Linked DNA regions of Mus musculus: all the other regions are linked to region 2. The links are chromatin contacts, called in public promoter capture Hi-C maps. All regions are on one chromosome and are shown on one strand. The core of a region is the stretch at or near the end of the contact, and the rest is flanking DNA. Distances in the headings are between cores, read along the strand shown. Region 1 holds the start of Med24 (mediator complex subunit 24). Region 2 holds the start of Fbxo47 (F-box protein 47). Region 3 holds the start of Grb7 (growth factor receptor bound protein 7).

Region 1 (3,667 bases), core at 984-3,483, 850 kb after region 2:
AGGCAGATGGATCTGTCAGTTTGAGGCCAACCTGATCTACATAGTGAGTTTCAGGACATCCAGAGCTACACAGAGACAGCTTGGAGACAGGGTTTCTCTATAGCATTGCAACATCATAAACAAACAAACAAACAAACAAACAAACAAAAACAGTACCTTGTCCATGCTAGGCAAGCACACTACTAACAGAGCTCCATCCCTATCTCTGGGTAAGTGTACCTTAAATTTCTGTCTCGATGCCTATGATATCACATATGTGATATAATAAACAGAAGTGCTGGGTAGTGTTCAGCTCTGTTGCACCAATGCCAAATATCCTTCAGGTTTTTTGTGGTGCCGGGGATCAAATCCAGGGCCTTGTCCCTGCTAAGCAAACACTTTACCAATGAACTGTATCTGCAGCCCTCACTTTCAGTAGTGGATAACTTATAATTTGTCCAGCCCAGCCTGTGTAGAATTATAATTTCCTCTCTCTGCTCTTCATTCTCATTCATCTGTGTGGCTAACTTCTACTCACCATAGAGACCTTGGTTTAAACATCACTTCCTTTAGAAAGCCTTCTGTGATTGCTCAGGCAGGACTAGGCATCACTTCCATATCCTCTCTTCATTTCTATACTCTGCCCTAATCATACCATAAACCCCATCGCTCAACGATTAGCGATAGTCTGCATTGCCTTCAACTTCCCTTGTGTACTGGGATCAAATCCCCAGGACTTACCATTGTGTGACAAACATTAACATTTGCAAACACCCAGAGAGGGATTATAATAGCTCAAAGGTAGAACACTTGCCTAGCATCTGCAGGTCCTAGGTTTGATTATCAACACCCACCCACCCCCAAATCAATTGTGGGAGGCGGTAGCAGAAAAATCAGGAATTCAAGTCCATTCTGGGCTACATAAAACACTGTCTCAAAAACAGAAACAAGGATCTGGCAAAGAGGCTCAGCAGGTGAAGGTGTTTGGCGTGCTAATATGAGTTCAAATCCCCAGAAAGGTGGGAAGAACTCTACAAACTCTACAAAAGTATCGTTTTTGTTTTTTTTTTGGTTTTTCCAGACAGGATTTCTCTGTATAGTCCTGGCTGTCCTGGAACTCACGTTGTAGACCAGGTTGGCCTCGAACTCAGAAATCCGCCTGCACCTGCCTCCCCAGTGCTGGGATTAAAGGCGTGTGCCACCACGCCTGGCTACAAAAGTATCTTACCTCCACAAGCATTCTGCGATGTGCATGCCCTCCCCGCCCATAAGTACATGTAGTTTTTTTTTTAAGTTTTACTTGTAAATGTATATGGAGAGAGTAAATAAATGTAATATTCATTCATTACAACAAATGGAGTGTTATTTTTGCAATAAATTAAGCCTAAATGGACAACTGTCAGTTCTCCAGGTGTTTCACCTCCAAAAGCCAAGAGTCGGGAATCTTTACCTGGGAACTAATGGCGTACTTCAGGTACGACAGGATCAGAGGATTGGGGGAAGGCCCAATCATAGCCTGCTCCAGGAGCGCTTCTGCAAGGAAAATTAAAGTAAGGCTGAGTGTTTACAGCTTTTCTGAGGACACCCCTCCCATCCTTCTTTGCCCATTTTACTTGAGACCTGCTAGGTTGAGAATGTCCCAGGTGGCTCCTTTGGGGAAGAATTTTTTCATGTTGATTGCCCATTGGTAGTCACTCCATCGCTCTTTCCAGGCTTGCAAAATGGCCTGCTTCAGGTTCACCACCTTCATGATGTCACTCCAAGGAGGCGAGATGAGTGACAAGGTGGGAGTTTAAAAACGGAGCCAGATGAGAACTGGAGTTCTGAGGGAAAGAACAAGGGAGACATAAATAGAACGGAAATTCGAGAAGGTTTAAGCAAAACAAACAAACAAACAGAAAAATAAACAGAGAGGAAAAAAACTAGGCAGAGTAGAAGGCGTCAAGTTAGCGGCTCTGTCACCTTCTCGGTTTCTGAACAACCGTTTCTCGAATTGGGACAGAAAGTGTCAACAAAGCCCTGAAGCGAGCAGGAAAGGGTTAAGCCCGCTCCGGTTGTCTAATTATGCCCTTCGCTCTAGCTGCGTTCCTCACCACTTCCACCCCAAACCCAGATCTACCCTCTCCCCATTGCCTCTACCTTCCTCGGCCCTGAAGTTGTAATTCCTTCTTTTCCTACATCTACCATCTCCCCAAATTTAAGCCTACCATACAAACCGGTTGTACATCGTAGGCAGCGCCATCTTGACACCTACTAAGGAAATCATTTACCATTGGCCGGCGGCAACACACACCAACCAATAGAAACGTAGCAAGAGGCGAGTCCTGCCACAATACCTTCTGGGAATTGTAGTTCTTTGTCTAAGACTTGTCTAAGCTGCCAAACAGGCAGAAGGATTAATCTAATTGGTTCTGGTGGTTTTTATCTGAGATAATCCGAAGAGCTGAGGTACGCTGGTACCCAGAGTCTCAGGGTCTATGGAGAAACCAACTCTCTGTCTCCCAGTGATGTTGCCATCTATCCCTACCTTCAATCATTCTGATACTGTGGCTATTTCCCAGAAACGAGGCATAACAGTGAATTCTAGCCTGGCTTCTGTTTTGGCTTCTAACCTGGCTTCTATTTGGGTTTTGGCCTTTGTTCTCGAAAGCCCCTGTAGGCACTAGAGCTCTCATTTTCATATTTCTATTCCAAAAGAGACACTGAAGTGTGGGTAGCAGCACACATACCATCATTTTAACCCCAAATCTGACAATTCTCCCAGAATTCACTGATCCTGAATACTGTTTGGATACAAAAGGAAATAAGGAGAAAACAGAAGCTGAGCATGGCACCACGCCCTTAGTGCCAGCACTCAGAAGGCAGAGGCAGCTGGGTCTCTGAGTTTAAGCCTGGTCTACAGAGTGAGTTCCAGGACAGCCAGGAGGACTACACAGAGAAACTCTGTCTAAAAAACACAAAACACAAAAACAAAAACAAAGAAACAAAACAAACAAACAAACAAAACAGAGGAAATATGGGTTAAGATTATTGGGTGTCTCAAAAACTGTTTAAGAAGGCCTCGGGGGCTGGTGAGATGGCTCAGTGGGTAAGAGCACCCGACTGCTCTTCCGAAGGTCCGAAGTTCAAATCCCAGCAACCACATGGTGGCTCACAACCATCCGTAATGAGATCTGACTCCCTCTTCTGGAGTGTCTGAAGACAGCTACAGTGTCCTTACATATAATAATAAATAAATCTAAAAAAAAAAAAAAAAAAGAAGGCCTCGGGATCAAATGTGGTATTGTGGCTAAGACCATTCTGCACATTTGGAGGCAGAGCTTTATCACCCCTCTTTTTCTTGGCTCCCAATCTCATATCCCAAGGAGATAGGTCAGCCTGTTTCTTCAAATTCTGTCTATATTCCCCAACCCATTCCTCTTCTGTCCCACATTCCTCTTTGTACAGCTATGAAAGCACTCTACACTGAACTACAGCCCCCTCCCTGAGCTACCTTTTGACTGAGAATCAGGATAAATATTGAGAAAACAGTCCACATGGGCTCTAAAACTGGCCTTGTAGACATGTAGGAGACTAATAGGATCCTGGGTACCTGGAGCACGCTATGAACAGGGAGAGTATAGCTGGAGTACGGCCAAATCACATCCTTCTAAGATGGGTACTGCCTATGGTCTTCCTCCATCTCTCT
Region 2 (4,141 bases), core at 1,140-3,639:
TTCCTTTCCAGTTTTTGTTAATAACAGTTACAGATAAGTCTTAGGAAGGGTTTACAGGGCTTGATTTTACAGTCACTTCCTAAAGGGAATTTGTTAAATATGATATTAAAATCATTGATTATTTGCTTATACTAAACAATAACACTTTAAAGGCAAAGTAAGCATTACGCAGTGACTTTGTATTAGTCTACTCTTCTAGTTAAAAAACCGTACCCTTTGTTTTGGAACTCCAGTCTAAGGTCTCTGAAGGAACTGGAGGCAAGAAAGACATTCCACCAAAGAGTTACAATATAGCTGAAAAAAATATTGTTTTTTTTCTATACAAAGTAACTTAAAAACCACATTGATACTTATCTATCTTGTTATGTTACATCTTAGTTTACAACAAGTCAAAATTGTTACACATTTGAAAACATTCATCCCAGCACTCCGGAGGTAGAGGCAGGCTCATTTCTGAGTTCGAGGCTAGCCTGGACTACAAAGTGAGTTCCAGGACAGCCAGGGCTATACAGAGAAACCCTGTCTCGAAAAACAAAAACAACAACAACAAATAAAAAACCCCAAAACAACAACAACAAAAAATTGTGAAGCAGGGTGGTGGTGGGAGGCAGAGGCAGGCAGATCTCTGGGTCTGAAGCTAGCCTGATCTACAAAACTATTTCCAGAACACCAAGGACTACCCAGAGAAATCCTGTCTCAAAAACCAAACAAACAAATGACTATAGTTGCGCTTTACTTCAGATTTCAGTGAAATTTCAGATTAGTAATTGTGAAAATGGCTACCTTTACACAATATGTTTATTTTTATAAAACACAGCTAAGTGAAAGAAAACTAAATTCACTCATGTATTTTGGTGTTTATATTACTGTGAAAATTGTATTTATGTATTCATTTTCGACAAAAAAGTAAGGACTCATACTATTTTGTAATCTTATTACAATTTAATTCAATGCCAATACATGTATTTCTACAAGAATATGTATTTTAATATCCTCATGTAATTCCAAGTGGAAGAATTCTGATTGACTTAATTAAAAAGGTTGTTATTAATTTTAATTTTTCTTTTGTTCTCTTTCTTTCTTACCTTTTTTTTTTTCCTTATTTTCTCTGTGTAATAATGCTGGCTGTCCTGGGACTCACTCAGTAGACCAGGCTGGCCTCACAGAGATCCAGTCACACAGATCCATCTGCCTCTGCCTACCAAGTGTTGAGATTAAGGGCGTGCAACACCACTGCCATGCTTACTACAGAATTTTCAAGTATTTTTACTATAATAAAACATAAATTTGCTTTTTCTTCCAGAAACTTCCATCCTAGTCAGACTAGTGTGGGGCTAAACAACCTCCTCCCAGGGGTCTTTATCACCTATTAAGGGTATAGACATAACGTGTATGTATAATTTTTCACTTAAATCTCTGAGAGAAAAAAAACAAAAACCAACTGATCCCAGTTATTTCAAAACTTAGACTCAACTGGCGAACAGCTATAGTCCCAGCAACAAGGGAGACAAAGGCTGAGTTCGAGGTCAGCCTGGTCTGTGGGAGTCTAACAGTGCAAGTCCCACAGCAGCTGGGGTGGTTTCACAAAGAAACACTGTAGTGGAAACAAACTAACAAACAAACAAAAAGCCAACAAAACAAAAGAAAACAAAACCCCAACATTTAAGTCTCCCTTTCCTCCCTCAGACCTATTTTAGGGGTGGAGGAGCGCAGGATTTTGTGGAAACAGTACCTATTTCCTACCAAACTCTTCCTGCTTTCCCCTTAGCCTGAAGGTACGAAGCGCACAAGCCCTGTGACAATGGGATACAGTTTTTCCCTTGTGGCTCCCCGGCGGGCGTGGAACTCTCGAGCCTCCTGCCTCGGCCTCCGAGGAGCCGGTGACAGGCAGCACTGCCCCGCCCACGCACCGAGAACGGGGCGGGTCTAAGGGCGCCGACCTCGTCCCTGCCCCCACACCCTCTTCCGGAGGGGAAAAAATACCCCAGCAAGTCACCGCGCTTTGTCTTAACGTTCCTTTGCCAGCGCTAAACACCGCCAAAGAGGTCACCTAGGGAACCAGAGCAGAAACTGGCCCGCATAAAAATCAAATAGGACCTGCTGAAAAACACGCAATTATTTCTACCGGAAGTACTGGGGAATATAAAACACTTGTTACCACAGATTTCGACAGTTTTTCCGGCTACAGTATCACAGGAAAGTGGGATTTAGTCGTCTCGTCCCACCATCCTCAGATTTCACAAATACTTAAAAATAAAAATAAATAAAAAATTAAAAAAAAAAATCTCCTCAGGCTTTTCCCGCCAGATAATGGGGGCGGATCCTGCTCCGCTCTCTCCGCTCCGCCCCGGAGCTGCGTCCTCAGCTCTCGGGCGCCCCCGTCGCCTCAAGTAGATTTTAGAATTCTCCCAGGAGCCCCAGCGGGAGGAGGCTCCGCCCCCTCATGAATATCGAGCAGCCTCGCCTCCTCTGCCCCTCCCCTCATGAATATTCAGAGATCTCCCGGGAACCCTGCGGGCGGAGCCTCACCCTCTCAAGAAAGGATGAGACGCCGGGATCCTCGGCTCTTTTGCCTCCTCTCTTGAATCGCTCGGAGCACTCCCAGGAGTCCACGCACGGGAGGAGGCCCCACCCCCTCGCGAATAGAAAGAAACCTCGGCTCTTCAGTCTTTCCCTTATGAATACCCAGAACCTTCTCGGGAAACGCCCCCAAGCAGGCCACGCCCTCTCATGAATACTAAGCAGAGGCTCCCATGGTGCCCTCCTGTTCAGGGATGTTATTCGGAGTGAGGCCCTTAAAAGCCCGTGCTACCTCCATTTTAGACACCAAGTTGCTGAACGGGAGAAACGGGAGCTCTTATGGTAGGGTAAGTGGGGAGGCTGTAAATGGAGATCTCAAACTTGGAGGAGTTATACGCTCCACTACGTTTTTTTACACTCAGGTTTTAAAAAAAAGATTTTATTTACTTTACGTTTAGGAGTCCACTTTTGCTGTCTTCAGACACCCAGAAGAGGGCATCAGTTCTCATCACAGATGGTTATGAGCCACCATGTGGGTGCTGGGAATTGAACTCAGGACCTCTGGAAGAGCAGTCAGTGCTCTTAACCACTGAGCCATCTCTCCATCCCTACACTCAGTTTTAAGGCAGTTTCCGATTCACTCTTCCCCTGGGCCAACAGGATCTGTCACAAGAGCTTTTCATTAAAAAGTTGTTAGATGCCTGGTGTGATGGCATTTCCCGATGGAGGCAGGAGGCTAAACCAGCCTAAGCTACTTGAGAATCTGGCTCAACCACCCCACCCCCAAAGCCCTTAATATTAAATTCTCATTTATTTACAGATTCTGTGTCTTTTTCTTTTCTCTTTTTCTTTGAGACAAGGTCTTGTTGGGTAGTGCTAGGCTAGCCTAAACCTCTGACTCTTGCATGAGCCAGTTACAGTGCTGGGATTACAAAAATCATGATCCAGTATGCAGGGCTTGATTCAGATGGAAGCCTGCAGTGGGGCAGGCTGTCTGGGAGGCCTTAAAGATATAACAGAATGATACATATTATTTGAGACTGGGTCTCTTGTAGTCCAGGCCTCCTAGACTCCTCAGGTACATAGGCATATATATTCAGGAAAAACACCTATCCACATAGAAACACAAGAAAACCAAACAACCAGTTAAAGTAGATAACAGATACCCTGACTTCCCTGGGTTGGAGTAGCCTAGCGGTAGAATGCTTGCCTAGAACACACTGGAGCCTAGTTTCCACCCCTAGCATCCTCAAAGTCCTGACTTCCCTCTTCTAAATCTTCCTCCAGGTTTCTTTTGGAAATCTGTACCTCTTAGATGTTGGGAGCATTAGCATTAGTATGTACTTAGCAGATGTGAGGTCCCAGGTTCAAACCCCCACCCTACCCCCAAAAAGCAAAAAAAAAAAAAAAAAAAAAAAAACCCACTTTACATGACTTTTTCTGTAGCCATACTTACTTCCCCAAGTGGTGCTGTAACCTTGAGATGACCTGTCTCGTATCTCATTTACTAAATTAGGACAGATACTTCAGTACTACCTGCCCCCTGCCTTCCTTATCCTGTACCTTAATTCTTGTACTCAAACAGCAGATGAAATAATAGCTGAAGGAAGGCTTGGGTGCA
Region 3 (3,732 bases), core at 465-2,964, 560 kb after region 2:
GGCTGATCTCTGTGAGTTCGAGAGCATCTTTGTAGGCCAGCCTGGTCTACAAAACAAGTTCCAGGACAGCCAGGGCTGTTACAGGGAAAAACCCTATCTTGAAAAACAAAAGACAGACAGACAGACAGACAGGAAGGGAGGGAGGGAAGGGGGAGAGAGAGAGAGAGAGAGAGAGAGAGAGAGAGAGAATATCACTCATTCAGCTGGAGTCTGGCTTTCCTCCAGCTCAGCCTTCTACATAGTGATCTTTTTTCAGAGTGCAGCCCTGCACTCCTGGCAGGGTCTGGCTTCTGCCCACTCCTCCTGCCAGTCTGGACAAACAGGATGGATGGCTCTCAAACCTGGTTTGCAAAACAGCCACCTGAGGGCTTGTCAATATCTCACATTCCTGGGGCTCTGCCTCCTCAGTGCTTTGAGACTCTGGTAGCTGAGGAGGGGCCCACGGGTCTGCTCTTTCCAGAGCAGCTTAAGAGACTGTGTTCCCCCCTTTTAAGAGCTGCAGTGTTTTCCCTCCACCCCTCCCGTACCTGCAAGACCTGCCCAGACTACCTGATGGCCTCCGTTCCTGTCCACCCCCACTCTCTTCTGCATTCCCTCCCAGCAGCTGCTTCTCCACACTGGGGGTCCACCATGGCAGGTTAACCCCTCTGGTTCCCACTCACTGCCAGGTCCTCCCTGGCTTTGTTTTCATGGCCTTCCCTGCCTCCTGTGAGTCACTCACCTGGCAAACTTGTCACCTGTCATTTCTTATTTGTGTGACTCTTAAAGGTCAGTCTCCCCGACTGGGTTGCAGCCAGCAAAGGGCGGGTCTGTTTTTGTTGTTTTGCTCTGTATACCCAGCGCCAAGCACAGGTCTGCTAGGTTGGAAATGAGGAAATTGTCTCCTGCAATTTGTTCAAATTGCTTCCTGGCCCAAGCAACCTGCCCCTTCCTCACCTTTTTGCTTTGCTCTATTCATACTAGTCTGTCTGATGTCTGTCTGTCTGTCGTCACTCTGTTTTTGAAACAGGGCTTCTCTGTACAGTCCTCACTGTCCATGTAGACCATGCTGGCCTCGAACTCACAGAGATCCACCTGCCCCTGCCCCTAGAGAGCTGGGATTAAAAGGCACACACTTCCACGGTGGCTTTCCACATTAGTTTTTCAAGCGGAAAAGCTAAGGGAGGCTGTGCTTCCTCAGGGCAGACCCCTTATCGCCCCAGTGGCTTGTTTGTTTTCTTAACTCTTAGCCATAGGAAGCTGGGAGGTGGCCCGCTGCCTTTGATCTGGGGACTCTCAACCCCTCTTCCTGATCCTCCAATGTTTGCTGTGAGCTGAACCAGAAAGCTGGAGTAACTGCTGTAATAGAAGCCATCTGCATCAGGCCACAACGGTCACCAGAACTGTGGCCCCTCCCACTAGGCCACCTTGCCACTCTTAAACTTGAAACTAGGAAGGTGAGACCCTGGACTTGCCTCGGAAGAGAGGGTGCACCTTGGGTATTTTAGCAGGGCCAGGACAACAGCCTGGGCGGCTGGACTGTGGTTGGAGGTCAAAGGGCAGAGCACCTCTTCTGGCTTCCCTTTTAAGCCCAGTGCCCTTTGCCCTAGGGGGTGAGATCCGAGCTGAAGACGGCCCCCTAGCTTGACCAATGAACTGACCATCATTGGAATGGGACGAGTAGGAGTGGGCGGGACCATTCGCGTTTAACAAACAGCCTCCAAACTCCCCTTCCCATGTAGTCAGGATTCTAGATTTTTCTCTGTCCAGCCTGTTCTCTCCGGGGCACCTGCTCTCTCTCTCTCTCTCCCTCTCTCCTAGCACCTGCTGCTCAGTAGGAAGGGCAAGAGCAATTCGAGGCGGTGCATTGTGAGGAGTCTCCACCCCTCCTCCTGCGCTTCCTTCTCCAGGGAGCCTCTCAGGCTCCGCCCTTACCTGCCCGAGATAATTTTAGTTTCCCTGGGCCTGGAATCTGGATACGCAGGGCTCGCTCTATATTCTCCCGCCTCAACATTCCAAAGGCGGGATAGCCTTTCTACCATCTGTAGAGAAGAGAGAAAGGATTCGAAATCAAATCTAAGTGTCTGGGATCTCTAGACAGAGCCAGACTTTGGGCCGGGTGTCCGGCTCCTTCTGTTGGAGGTGCTCCAGGTAAGCCGACCGAGATCGGTCTTAGATAATCTGCTCCTACCCCCAGCCTCACCGAGGGCCCCAGGTTGTGCCTGCATCGAGCGGATCTGGCCTGCTGCCCAGTTAGATGGCCGGGAGGCTGCCACGCTCTCCCCCCTGACCGCCCTCTCTCGGCGAGGTCAGGCCAGAGGCGGGGGGTGGGGGTGGGGGTGGGGGAGAAGGGGGGTGGGTGATAGTTAAGGCCTGGAATCTTCCTCCCTAAACCGGTGGCCTCAGGCAGGTGAGCTATGGTCTGGGTAAAGGCGGAAGCGGGAACTTCATCTTGGGGGATGGGATGGGATGGGATGGGATGCAAGTTAGGTCTGGGTCCCTAAGGAAAGAGTCACACTCCTGATGCTCTCTGCGCTGCATTGTTTGTTTTGTTTGTTGCTTGGCATCACCAATCCTTCCCCTTCCTCATCTTGCTCCCTGAGACCCGAGGTAAGGTCTCTCCATCACCTGAAATCTTGACTTTCCGGCTAAAACTAGTTCTTACCCAACACCAGTTAGTAGGGGGTGCTAGATCCGGAGGTTGCCCTTCAATACCTTATTGAGCTCAGTTTACTACAATCTGGGGTTCCCATTCGGAGGGGAGTAAGGGAGAGCGACTCCCGCAATGGTTGGAACTGCATCTCTCCACGTTGTGGTCCCATCTCCGATACGGAAGCTCAGCAGGCTGCGGATCCCTCCTGGCTGCAAATGAGTGTGGACAAAGAAAGCTAGAGGGGTGGGTGTAGTGTGAAGGTCTGCAGTTCGGGGCCTGGAAAACAGTGTATGGCCGGGTATGTGGGCCTGCCTGAGGCTGAAGTTGGGGGAAAGACCTAGTTAGGTCTGGGTTTTCATGGTAGGATGGAGACAGAGTGCATCTGAGGGACAGCTGATAGTATTTTCAACCTTTTCTCCCTCTTTTCCCCCCAAGAATGCAATGCCTTCTGGGTCATGAGTCTGTCTAGCTTGGACTCTGCTCTCCCCCAATAGCGCGTGCTAATGTGTGTGTGTGTGTGTGTGTGTGTGTGTGTGTTTGTGTTCTCCCCGAAGGCAAACTAATGATTAACTCTACAGAGAACTCTAGCATTCTTCCCAAATTAAACATTAAAAGAGTTGTCCCGCCCGCTTTATTTCATTGGATGTTCCCACCCCCCCCCCAACCCCGGCGGAATGGGTGGAGCATCAACTTTGGGTCAACTCAGGGTTTCCTACCTCCCCACCTGCTCCCGGTACCCGGAAAGGTTAAGCCCCCCCCCCCCCCCACTTCCCTCCCCAAGTCCTGATGGGTGTTAGCTTCCTGTGCTGGTCCAGAGCCGGATCTCAGGCTGCCCAGGCCAGCAGCTCAGTGTCTGCCCCACGAACCCTTCGCCTCATCTTGGGAAGAGGAGATGGTGGCCTTGTTTGCAGTTGGCCCCAAACATTAGGCCTTGCCACTCGCCCCTGGGGCTTTCTAGGTGGGGCAAGATTCAGGAAGTAAACAAGGCAGCAGGGAGGGTAGGAGAGAGGGTGGGGCAGGAGCTGCTGGGGCTGGAGAGCCAGAGTTTGGAGTGGCCTAGCTGAGAGGACAAATTGGTTGGGGGACCAGTTTCTCCAACG

What was found. Promoter capture Hi-C pulls out the DNA fragments that hold promoters and counts their contacts. Capture Hi-C pulls out chosen DNA fragments and counts their contacts.
Region 1: a contact with region 2 is called in a promoter capture Hi-C map of erythroid cells, with 4 times the contacts expected there. The contact joins the promoter of Med24 here to the promoter of Fbxo47 in region 2. A contact is called at or near these places in 1 of 39 promoter capture datasets (erythroid cells) and 1 of 9 other capture datasets (liver).
Region 3: a contact with region 2 is called in a promoter capture Hi-C map of adipose tissue. The contact joins the promoter of Grb7 here to the promoter of Fbxo47 in region 2. A contact is called at or near these places in 2 of 115 datasets of contacts at active chromatin or transcription factors (memory CD8 T cells and pancreatic cancer cells) and 1 of 9 other capture datasets (adipose tissue).

What each region holds. Positions count from the first base shown.
Region 1 is chr11:98,727,186-98,730,852 of GRCm38.p6, forward strand. Med24 (mediator complex subunit 24) reads right to left here and starts at 2,234. Exons shown (of 26, transcript NM_011869.3): 1 at 2,187-2,234; 2 at 1,600-1,802; 3 at 1,430-1,512. The coding sequence starts at 1,729.
Region 2 is chr11:97,881,765-97,885,905 of GRCm38.p6, forward strand. Fbxo47 (F-box protein 47) reads right to left here and starts at 2,390. Exons shown (of 11, transcript NM_001081435.1): 1 at 2,159-2,390.
Region 3 is chr11:98,445,120-98,448,851 of GRCm38.p6, forward strand. Grb7 (growth factor receptor bound protein 7) reads left to right here and starts at 1,715. Exons shown (of 15, transcript NM_010346.2): 1 at 1,715-2,130. It also overlaps a transcript of Mien1 not described here.